Regions from separate parts of the Mus musculus genome. Here all the other regions are linked to region 1. The links are chromatin contacts, called in public promoter capture Hi-C and targeted proximity ligation maps. All regions are on one chromosome and are shown on one strand. The core of a region is the stretch at or near the end of the contact, and the rest is flanking DNA. Distances in the headings are between cores, read along the strand shown.

Region 1 (2,828 bases), core at 191-2,690:
CAGTGAGTGCCTGGTTACTAGAGACATCTGGGCCCTCTCCCACAGATTTACTCGAGCCAAACTCAGTTTAGGAGATCCTGGGAATCAGAATGGGGAAGGGAACAAGCCTTATCAGACCAAATTACAACGGCTTGAGATGGCTGGCAGCAGGAAGGGAAGGCAGCAGTAGATGAGGGAGTCACAGAAAATTCCAGAGGCACCCAAATTTTACCAAGGCCAATCTTTGGGGAAGCCAAATGATGAGAGAGCAGGGGAAGATGCTGTCTGGCCCATATCAAGTGCTGTTTGTGGTCCAGACAGGCCTCCTTGAGTATCACACTTACAGGGTACTCAGCAATGTAATCCATTTTACTGATGTGGAAACACACGCTGAGAGGTGACATCTCACCTCTTCAGTCCAGATCACACCATCTCACTGACTCCTTTCCCCAGTGTTCTGGACTGCCTGTGCCTACCTTTTCCTCAGTCTTGAAGACTCACCCAGGACAACCTTCAGCCCATCTGTCAGGTCACAAGGGCAATCCATAGAGAGCTGCATCAGTGGACCCAGGAAAAGGATCTGGGGGGGGGGGGCAAACATAAAATGAAAGCCTTTTACCACAATCCAATGACCTTGCCCACACCTATGCCCTTGGTCAGCCTCACCAGACCTCAGGTTTCCTGAGTTCTAGGGTTTCCCAGCCATGTACACCAGAAGCTTAGGGGGCCACATCATAATTCCTGTCTTCCATCTGCCAAAAGCTGTACCCAAGCAGGGCACGTCATTACACTAGTGACAACAGAGTTGGAAAAATAAAGCAGGACTCACCATAGTTAGCAGCAGGGGCAGCAGCGCTGCTGGGAAAATGCCCTCCAGCCTGAAGCCCATCAAGGTAAGCAGTGATGTGCCTGGCTGAGCCACAGGAAAGGGGGCGTTAGTGATGTTCCCTCCCACAAAATTCTAGATTCTTCCCCTAGCTGCCCTGTGCCCCACCCACCTCCTTCGCACCTGGATGCCAGTGAGTTCCCTCCAGAGCAGCACGCAAAGAGGGGACAAGCTGGACACTACCAGGACACTGGTGGAACGCCGCTTGATAACAGCGGGGTGGTCCCTAGGAAAAGGGACAGTAAGTTCCGGGGGGCCTGCAGCAACCACGCCAACGCGGCCCCACCCCCGTCCGGCCCAAGCTCCGCCCGCAGCCCCGCCCCACGAGGGCGCAGATCCCGGCCGCGCGCGCATCCCCCGCACCTGGGCAGCTCGCTCTTCCACACGTAGAGGCTGCCCACGTAGGAGCAGGCGAGGCTGAAGCAGGAGAACACAGACACCCAGCAGCACAGCCCCGAGCCCGGGCCGCTCAGCGCGGCTGACTCGGGCTGCCGCTCTGGCCGCGATACCGACAGTAAACGCAGCCCGTCCCCGCCCAGCGCCGCCATCACGCCCGGACCCGTGGCGCGCGGCAGTGACGCGACGGCGTAGGTGACGTCAGGCGGCGGCGCGAGTTGTCGGGTCCCCCGGGCGCCCCTCCCCTTGCACGATAGTTGATACTTTGTGCTTGGAACGGCTTTATTGAAATACAGAAGTTGTGACACACGTGTCCCGGGCTTCCTTGGCTTGCTGGGCGTCTCAGAGAGAATGCTTAGGACCTGTGTCCCGGATTCAGCCACTCGGACAGATTGGATACCTCCTGTAGCCACAAGTCCTGCGGGAGCAGAGGAGGCGGTGGTGAGGACCCGGCGGTGGTAGCTCAGGCCCGCACCCGCCCTGCTCTCGCTGCGGTACCTCCAGGCCGCCCGCAGGGCTAGCTGCCTCTGCCGCCTGGGCCCTGCCGTGGGCCGCTTGGGTCTGCGATCCTCTAGCAGTGAGGGAGACCTCGGTGAGCTCGCGGTCGCGCGTGGCGGATTTTGGCGGGCTCCGGTCTCTTGCTGAGCCCAGAACTCGCGATTCTTCCCTGCCATGGTTGGGGCTGCCCCTCTTGGGCCTCTTGTTTTCTGCTTGCCCGATGGATTCTAGGAGAGAACAAGCCCATTTCATCTTACTCCCGAAGATTTGTGCCAATGCTACAGAGATTGTTGGGGCAGGGGTATCGTTCTAAATTAACTCTCCCGCTCCACCTTTCCGGATGAAAACATTTCAGTACCTGACCTCCCATGATAGGCGACATCTAACTTTCCGCCCAAACTAGGTGATATGCATTTCAAGTTCCTCTCTGAACCTAAGCTTTGCTTCGGGCAATAAGCAACTCAATCTCTCTCTGGTATTGTTCTAGGCAGTTACTACAGAGGCAGCTTTTTGTTGTTGATGTTCAGACAGACTCTCTTGAAACCCAGGCTAGCCTTAAAGTGATCATCTTGCTTCTAACACCCAAGTGCTGGAATTAGACACTCGTGAACATGCTTTAGCTCAGCGGTTCTCAACCTGCGGGTCGCACATCAGATACTTACACTGTGGTGCATAACAGTGGCAAAATGACAGTTAATTAGTAACACTGAAGATAACTGTATGGTTGGGGATCACCACAGCACGAGGCACTGTATTAAAAGGTGGCAGCGTCAGGAAGGTTGGGAACCACCATCACTAATCCGTAGTAGATCCAGTTTTGGAAGAACAAACACAGAGGAGGATCAAACTCGGTATTGACAAGCAAACCAACTCTGACACTGAGCTACATCCCCAGCCTCGCAGGTGCAGATTTACAGAGTCTTGCCTTGGCTGATTCCTCCTGAGTCAATGAATGCACGTTTCTCTGGAAAGGCTAATGTGCACATACTAAGTACAACGCACAAGTCCTATTGAGTAGCTTTAAAGTAGGAATGCATGCGGTTGCTACTCCAAGTCCCTCAATCACTGT
Region 2 (2,828 bases), core at 191-2,690, 1.6 Mb after region 1:
TGTGTGCCCCACCCTTGGCCCTTGCCTGCCCCTGGCACCACTTCCAGATGCCCCACCTCCAGAGATGACAGGCCAGTCAGGCCATGCGTCAGCAGAGGCCTGGAGATTGGGGGTCAGTTCCAGTGGAGTTCCTAGCCTAAAAGAGATCCAAACTCTACCAGACCTCTGCTTCTCCCTTGGTCCTCCCCTACCTTGCTTCCTTCTGGGTACCCTGGCAACCAACAACAGCTCACCTTTGAGCAGGGGCAGTGGAGTGAGCTCTTGCTGGTTGCTCTGATAGCGGAACTGAGAAGAGCTGTGTGAGCGACGGGGCCGGGCCCTGCGGAGGGACCTGCGGGAGAAGCCATCCACCTTGTCTGGTGGTGGCACTGGAGACAGCCCTGGGGAGGAGGGGCTTGTGGGGGTGCTCGCAGGGGGCAGCTTCGTCTCCATGGCCAGTGGACAACACGGGTCAATCTTTCAGAGCCCAGGGGGCTCCTTGTGGGTCTGGAGTAAGTTGAATGAGGCCACACACACTAACTGGGACCCATCCTGTCCAGCATGTTTCAGGGGGTGGGGGAGGCACGGCCACAGTCCTGACCCCCCCAGGGCCTCTGGCAACTGCCCAGTCCTGGGGGGGCAGGTAAGGTAGAAAGGCAATGGCTCAGGTCTTTCCTGGGGATCCAGAAGAGTTCCAGTCAGGGTTCCCACGCTGGCTCTTCTGAGAAGTCAGGTTAGAAAGGTCAGCAGGAGAGACACAGAGAGCAGGTCGGTTCTTTCCAAAGACAGCCCGCGTGGTGCAGTTGCTCCCTTACTTCTTTTCCCTCCTTCCCTCGCTAGACCCCAAAACAAGGGCGCAACCATGCCCCTCCCTTCTTCCAGGCCCAAGCTCTAAAGTAGCCCCTCCCCAAATACGGCCTATGGCTACTACTCAGGATGGGGACTCTATTAGCATCCCCAGATCCTTACAGCAGTGTGACTCCAGCTCCACTAATGTCTCCTGTCTCAGTGCACTCACCCAAAAAATGAGGGTCCTGTTCTCGTGCACCCCCTTTCAGACCCTAGCATCTCTCCTCATATCCCGCTCCTTCCTGGTCTCCAAACCTCAATGTGGTATTGGGGTACACACTCACTTCTCAGAAACCCAGACTTTGGTCGCCGACCCTAGAGGTTGCCTCGGTGGAAGAGACGACGGTTCAAGGGTCCTTAGCGGTGGTTCTGCCGCTCGGGGCGCTGGGGCTGGGCGGCGGCGCTCCTGGGTTCGCTCCCAGGCTCTGGGGGTGCTGGAGCATGCCCCCAGCTCAGCCCCAAAAGGGGTCGGGCACTCGGTGGGCTCTGGGCTGGGCCCCGGCAGCACGCGACCCTCGGCAGATATCCCGGGACTCAGATCAGCGCGGTGCAGCGCAGCGGGAGCCCCGGCTCGCTGCGCACCGGCACCCGCCGCCCAGCTGCTCAGGATGACATCAAGTCACCTCCCCCCCTCCCGGCCCGCACCTCCCTCCGCTAGGGGGGGCTGCGTCAGGGAGGACTCGGGGCCTCTGGGAAATGTAGTCCCCACCCTGCTTAAAGGAAGCAACCGAACTTTACGGGTAACCTCGGAGCTAGGGGAGGAACTCAGTACTTCCGAGAAAAGCTGAGGATTTTAAAACCTGCAAGCAGACTGGGGCAGAGTCCAGCTCAGAACTGGACTCCCGAATTCTGGAAGGGACACTGTGTAGGGAAAGAAAAGGACTCGGTGTTGGAACCTGCTAATGCAAGACAGAGTCCTACCTAGCATGATGTGCCAGGCCCACAATTTGGTCTGAGCCATCTGTCCCTCAGGCCATCCTCTCTCCTCATACTCAGCCCAGATTGAAGCCGGACACTTACAAAACCCCTTGCATCCGGCGTTGGAGGGGTTAACAGTCGGGTTTGCGTTAGCGCCTGCTGGGAGGGGTGTGGTTCACTAGAGGCTCTTGGGAAATGAAGTCCATTCTCCCGGCCTGCAGTGCCCCTCCTGTCACTTACTGTCCATGGTGACATCATGGTCTGTAGTTTAAAGGGACAGCCCTGGGATGCCAAAGCAAGGAGGGCAGAAGGTGCTACCCTGGAGCTGCCCCCATCCTAAGGCACAGTACCTCCCAGCTCCTCTGGTGCCAAGATGTGCCTTGGAGAGTGGGGAGTTCTTGATCAAAACCCCATTGCTGGGTATCAAAGGCTCAGCTGTATTCCAAGAGTTTGGCATTCTGGCCAAAAGTTCCCAGCCTGCAGTCCCGGGCTCCCTTCATAGTACCTGGTCGCCAACACTCTATTCCCTACAATGACTGTGAGACCTTTATCCTGAAGTTTTACCTAGGTGACAAACTGGTCCTTGCTGAGCAGCAGGAGAGAGAGAGCAATGAGGTTGGGGGAATTGGGGTGCTTTTTGGCCCCACCCATTTATGGACCCTGGTGATCACTTAGTGCTGCAAAAGAAGTCTGTTTACCTAAGAAGTGCCCACCTTAGAGCAACAAACAGCCAAAGCCTGTATCGAGGACACTGTTCTAGAGTCTAGCACCTCAATGGATGGGTACCCAGATCAAGCGATGGCTACCCAGAGACAGTACTCCCTTTGCTCAGAGATAGCAGATCTTCACTTCCCGTTTTGCTCTGTTCTTCACCTGCCAGACAGAACAGGAACCCCTAAACTACCACTTGGCCCACCTCCAGGGCTCAGACATGGCTTCCCTCCCCCTTACTCCCTAATAATAAGCCGGGAAAGCCAGACCCACAGAGCCTCTTCCCGCCAGACCAGAACCCAGAGGCCAAGGCAGGAGGGACGCCTTGCTGCCTGTGACAAGGTAGTGCTCTCCACAGACTCTCGGCTGCA
Region 3 (2,828 bases), core at 214-2,713, 1.5 Mb after region 1:
CTTTGCCAGGTAGGTCTCCGAAGACCCCCTTACTGCTCTCCACTGGCCGGGTGGCCCAGCTTCTGCTCTGCTCCGGGCGCTGCTGCTCTTTCCTTGGCCCTCTCCCAGACCCCATCCTGTTACCCTCATCTGACTTCACACAAGCGTCTACACCTGGGTCTCAGCACTCCCCAGCTGGGCCATCCCATGATCGTTTCTAGGCTGATGGCTGCTACCTACCTGCCCAACAGTCAGGGTTGGTGTCTTCCCAGGGACATGCGTCTCTCATCTCAGCAAGTGGCTCCTTGTCCTTCTGAACACTCTGGCCAGAGACCAGTTCATGCTTGGCTACATCTCCCTCATTGTCTTCTCCCATTCAGCAGCAAGTCATAATACTCTCCTACTACCACCATGGTCTAAGCCACCATCCTGTGCTCCCTTCATAGTCCAGCTGCCTAAATGGCCCCAGCCCATGGGCTCTCCCTCTCTCCAGCTCTTTCCTTCTCAACCTTTCTTGAACATGCCTGTCTTATCCTCCTCCAGGGCCTTCGCACTTGCAGGTCCTCTGCTTACGTTTTCCCAGCTCTCTCTACCTCCTTGTGGACTCTATTCTTCTCATCCTACACTACATATCTTACTTGCTTTATCAATTTTTTCTCCCCTTTCATCACAGAATATCTGAAATGAAGCCTTTTTCGCTTCCCTGTTTTACCGAATTCCCTAACATAGGTGCTTGGAGGTCATCTAATGAGTGTCTTTCTCAGAATTGTCTAAAACACGCACGAGTGGTAAAGTTCTACGTGCACATTAAATTTCCTTTTCTCCCTCTGCTACTTTGTGGATCGCAGATGCCTAGGTGGCCCGGCACAGTGCAAGACGGGTGATGCAGGTGCCAGTTAATGCGGTGAAAGGTCGCTGGTGGCCTTAAGTGACAGCGGGACCTGTGGCCAACCGAGTCCACGCCTACTCGCAGGAGCCTAGGCGGTCCTCGAGACCCTGGGATTCCGACCCTAAGGGAAGCGCCAAGGCCTACACCCGTAGATGAAGGGGAGGGGGTCAGCGCCAGGGAGGAGCAGGGCCCACGCTCGGGCCAGCCCGAGGCAGCGTGACGTCCGAGTCACCACCACTGCGTCGCGCCTCGCAGTGATACTGGAGTCCCAAGTCTAGGCCGGGCCTTGAGACCACCGGGCTGCCTTCTGCACGCCAACCCCCACCCCGCAGAGTGGTACGGCCCTCCCCGGCCCCGCGCCGAGCAGTGGTAGCGCCGCGTGCGTGACGCACCACCGGCAATAGGTACCCACGGCGGCCGCGCCCCCCCACGCCCGGCTCCGCCCACCCGGCGGGCCCCGCTACCCTCGCGACCGCTCTAGCGCTCGGAGGATACAGCATGAGCAGCCGCAGCTCTCGCTCTTTCTGCTTCATCTTCTTCAGAATGGTCAGAAGCCCCATGATCCCGTAGCCCCCTCCCGGCCGCCGTTTCTTCTAGTCCCGGGACCCCGCTCCCGTCTCCTATTGGCCAGCCTGGCGCTTGTGGCCGCCCTCGTTGTCACGTGACCACAGGAGTGCAGGGCGTCGCCCCCTAGAGGCGCTGCGGCGACTTTGAAGCCTGCTGCGTTAACCCTTGTCGGGAAGGCAGAGGGTTGGTGGGGACAAGGGAGAAGTCCCTAAGCCTTCCGACTCCGAGGCCTCGGTCGGATGCCAGACAGAGGCTGACTTTCTCGAGCAGTATCTCGTCTGGGTAGGGAGTAGCCGCGAAGAGATTCTGAGCTAGGAGTCGGAATCTGGTTCCACAAAGAGCTGACGAATCATCCGGGGACTGTAATACGGTTCCCACCAGTGCATCTTGTGACTTCCATTCATTTACCAGTGACGGAAAACCGTTGGTCCTGGTCCGGGACTCTGTCGGAAATGGCTCTGTGCGTTCACTTGAGGATGATGACTCCCCCTAGGGGCCATTTCTAAATGTGCGGACAGTATGGCCTCCTTGGGTTGTTTAGAGTTCCAAGCTCCCCGCAATGCAGGGACCAGACCCGCACAAAGGATTGAGTGCTATCTAGGACCCTATCAGGTTGAGACGCTCTATCCCAACTGTTAGGATAAAACTGGCAGGGCAGAGCCTGTCTCAAAAAACAACGATAAAAAACCTGAAGCCCACCTGGTGCTTAGCCTCATGGCTGCTGGCATGTACTAGCTGTACAATCAGATTATCTTCAGTAAATGACTTTGACAAGAGTTCTTTAAAAAAAATTTTTTTTTCTTTGCTGGTTGTGTTGGCACATATCTTTAATTCCAATGCCTGGGTGGCATAGACAAGTGGATCTCTGTGAGTTTGAGGGCAGCCTGGTCTGTATATATATTGAGGACAGAAAGGGCTACACATCTGAGACCCTGTCTCAAAACAATCATCATTGTTGTGTGTAAACTCTGTATGTGTGTGTGTGTGTGTGTGTGTGTGCGCGCGCGCGTGTCTGCACATACCACTGGAGATCAGAGGACAACTTTGTGGAGCTGATTCTCACACTTTTTTTTTAAGATTAATTTATATGTAAGTACACTGTAGCTGTCTTCAGACCCCTTAGAAGAGGGCATCAGATCTCATTATAGGTTGTTGTGAGCCACCGGTGTGGTTGCTGAGATTTGAACTCAGGTTAAGAGCAGTCAGTGCTCTTAACCGCTGAGCCATCTCTCCAGCCCCGATTGTCGCACTTTTATGTGGGTTCCAGGCAGGGAATTTAGCATCAGACTTTCTCAGCAAGTTTTTTTTTTTTTTTTTTTTTTTTTTTTTTTTTTTTTTTAATTGGTGAGATTTCTCACTGGCCCAAAGAGTTAGTTTCTCTTTTTTTGTTTTT
Region 4 (2,828 bases), core at 241-2,740, 1.0 Mb after region 1:
CCAGCCTGGTCTACAGAGTGAGTTCCAGGATAGCCAGGGCTACACAGAGAAACCCTGTCTTGAAAAACAAAAAGAAGAAGAAGAAGAAGATAAATATCTCAAGTGTGACCCCTGTGAAAGGACTGCTCGACCCTCAAAGGGGTCCCAGCACACAGGTTGAGAACTGCTGCTTCTGGACTTGTCAGAGCTGCACCTGCCTACTCTGCCCGTGTGCGTAGGAGTAAGGCAGCCTTGTGAGGGGAGACGGGAGAGGCTCAAGGTCTCACAGGATGTAAGGCTGAAACACCCAAGGCCCCAGGGACCTACTAAGTGCGGAAATGTGGTGAAGCTACACTAGGCAGGTGCAAAAGGTGTGAGAAGGCCGAGCCTACCTCGGCGTGAGCTAGGAATGGAGCCAACAGCTGGGGCAGGGGCAGGCCTCCATTAGTACTTTTTTTTGCATCATCCAGTGGCATCAAGGGGGCCAGGCTGGGAGGGGACAGGGAGCAGCTCCACGGTGCCCCTCAGCTGGGTCTCCAGAACCAAACAAGAGCAGACCTCCTCAGGGTCTTCCTGTCTGTCTGTCTGTCTTCTAGGATAAGCTCTGATGCTGCACTTCATGAGTTCTTTGAAGACTCCTTGGAAACTGAAAGGTGAAGCCAACTATGTCCGTGTGTGAACTGTGCAGGCCCCAGGTCCATAGACCAAGCTGTGGGCACAGACTGAGGCCGCAGTGCCGGGAGGAGCCCTGGGAATGTGTGCAGCCCAGTCCAGGAGCTCCCTCTTGTTCTGGCCCTGCCTTAAGGGGTGTACTTGGGCTCTGCCCCCCACCCCTCATCTTCACACAAGGTCCATTGAGGCCAGGACATTCCTTGCAGCCTGTGTCACTGAGGGGGGAAAAGGGGGGTGCCCCGCCCCCACAGATCCGGAAGGCCTGGCTGCCCCAGGAGGAGGCGCTGGATGCTTCCCAGCACATCTGGAGGTCGTGACCCTATTTCTGTTGCCAGGGAGTGCTGCAGATGTTTCCTCCCAGGCCAGACTCAGGATTGCAAAGGCTGGGAAAGAGGTCACACTGGGAAAAGGGGAGCCCCAGAATAGGGGGAGCCCCACACACTCAGCAGCAGGAGCAGCTGCCAGCATTGCTGAGAAAAGTCCAGAACCAATGAATCCACTCAGTGGAGCTCTGAATCTGCTCATGCAGAGGAGGGAGTGGGAGCTGCCAGCAGGAGACAGAACACTGGACGTGCTGACTCGGGGCTGGACTGGGGCAGGAGGTTGGGTGGGGTACGTGTAGCGAAAGCAGCCAATAGTCCCGTTCCTCCCCACACTACAAGGGTTCACGTCCAGGCTACTTTGTTGGGTATCCAGCCCGAACCTGGTGCCTCCCGATCCCTGATCCCGCCAGTACCTCTCGGGCTCAAGCTGGCCACCGCTGCCTTCCGCACCAAGGTCCCGCTGCCTGCTCACACCGCTCCCGGCGCCTCCGCTCCGCCTGGGGGCGGGGCCAGGATGGAGGCGGTACGTAGTGGAGGGGCGGGACTACCCGGGAGCTGTCTAAGGCGGGAAGCACAGTGGGTGGGGACCTCCGACAGGAACCTAGGCAGCCCCGGACAGCCTGAAGTTCTCTGTCCCAGCCTTCAGCTGCTCTTTTAACTCCCGGTCCTAGCCCAGTCAGTGACTTCACCGAGAAATGGGAACAAATGTACCTGCCTTCCAGACCAATTGGAGCGCTAGAGGCCACTTAGTGTCCTGCTGTGGCTCAGCAGACAGCAGGTATTAGGGCCAGAAACTATTTCACTCTTTAAGGGCTGGGCCAAGCTAGATAACTGATCTACACAGGCTACCATTTATGCAATGGCGAACACCATTAAATCCAGCACTCTGAAGGCAGAGGCAGGTGGATCTGAGGTCAAGGCCAGCCTGATGTACATAGGGAGTACATAGTAAGCCCCTGTCTCAAAAACGAAATAGAATCCTTTCTATTCACCTGTTATTTTCTTTAAGCTTGGAACAAATGAGGTTGAGCAGTCTTTGATCAAGATCAAGGCTGATGGATGTGTGAGCCACCTGGGCATAGAGGACTGCTTGAAAAGCAGAGGCTCAGCTCTCTCCTTTATCCTCTCACTTCTTTCTCCTCTTCCCTTTGTCTTTTCTCTCCTTTCTCTTTCTTCTTCTCTAGCCTTCCCCGTCCCCACACACTCTCTCTCTCTACCTTTTCTCTTCCCCCCTGCATTTCTATAATAAAGCTCTTAAACCATTAAAAAAAAAAAAAAAAAAAGAAAGGCAGAGGCAGGTGAGGAAGGCAGCCCATCCCACCTCATGTCTGCCTGGAGCCCAGCAGTCTGACCCCTTATCCCTCACACTCTTCTGACTTCAGCCTCCCTGCCTCCGGCACCTCTACCAACCTCACCTCGTCCCACAGAAAATAAAACTGCCAACCAAAATCAAAAATAGTGTTATTAATTTGGTGTCTCTGAAGCACAGAAAAAAAAAGAAAGAAAAATGACAAAAGAACGAATGAACCCACCCTTGCCACATATCGGGCCCCAGGTCCAGGCTAAGGAGGCCAGCCTTGGGGGCAGTGCAGGCCCCAGAGGCAAAGTCAGTCCTGGCCATGGGCTCCAATGAGGGACCAGCCCATGGGTTTGGCTCTTAGGGCCTGGCTAGGAGGCTGCTGCCTCAGTTTGGGATCCAGGCCACGGATCAGGGAGAGAAGTCTAGGTCACTGAGTTGTGACACTGAAGTAGCCAGATATCAGGGTGCAGACACCAGAGCCAAAGCCAATCAGTTCTGTAGTCCAGCAGAGTCCGAGTTACTGAGTCCCGGGATGCGATCCAGCAGAGGCCAGG

What was found. Promoter capture Hi-C pulls out the DNA fragments that hold promoters and counts their contacts.
Region 2: a contact with region 1 is called in a targeted proximity ligation map of thymic regulatory T cells, with 10 times the contacts expected there. A contact is called at or near these places in 1 of 39 promoter capture datasets (cranial neural crest), 1 of 484 Hi-C or Micro-C datasets (CD4 T cells) and 3 of 130 datasets of targeted methods (microglia, pancreatic cancer cells and thymic regulatory T cells).
Region 3: a promoter capture Hi-C map of pre-B cells shows a contact between it and region 1, with 2.3 times the contacts expected there. A contact is called at or near these places in 2 of 39 promoter capture datasets (cranial neural crest and pre-B cells), 1 of 130 datasets of targeted methods (pancreatic cancer cells) and 1 of 9 other capture datasets (adipose tissue).
Region 4: a promoter capture Hi-C map of liver shows a contact between it and region 1, with 2.4 times the contacts expected there. A contact is called at or near these places in 6 of 39 promoter capture datasets (fetal liver, hippocampal neurons, liver and 2 more).

What each region holds. Positions count from the first base shown.
Region 1 is chr19:4,624,205-4,627,032 of GRCm38.p6, forward strand. It overlaps Rce1 (Ras converting CAAX endopeptidase 1), which reads right to left and starts at 1,441. Exons shown (of 8, transcript NM_023131.2): 1 at 1,229-1,441; 2 at 989-1,091; 3 at 809-892; 4 at 481-559. The coding sequence starts at 1,413. It overlaps Gm960 (predicted gene 960), which reads right to left. Exons shown (of 15, transcript NM_001033447.3): 15 at 1,637-1,986. The coding sequence ends at 1,637.
Region 2 is chr19:6,234,400-6,237,227 of GRCm38.p6, forward strand. It overlaps Ppp2r5b (protein phosphatase 2, regulatory subunit B', beta), which reads right to left and starts at 1,441. Exons shown (of 14, transcript NM_198168.3): 1 at 1,113-1,441; 2 at 234-700. The coding sequence starts at 432.
Region 3 is chr19:6,139,674-6,142,501 of GRCm38.p6, forward strand. Arl2 (ADP-ribosylation factor-like 2) reads right to left here and starts at 1,464. Exons shown (of 5, transcript NM_019722.3): 1 at 1,364-1,464. The coding sequence starts at 1,428. LOC115489019 (a long non-coding RNA gene) reads left to right here. Exons shown (of 3, transcript XR_003952891.1): 3 at 1-2,241.
Region 4 is chr19:5,662,217-5,665,044 of GRCm38.p6, forward strand. It overlaps Sipa1 (signal-induced proliferation associated gene 1), which reads right to left and starts at 1,491. Exons shown (of 17, transcript NM_001164480.1): 1 at 1,388-1,491. Pcnx3 (pecanex homolog 3) reads right to left here. Exons shown (of 35, transcript NM_144868.3): 35 at 2,419-2,828.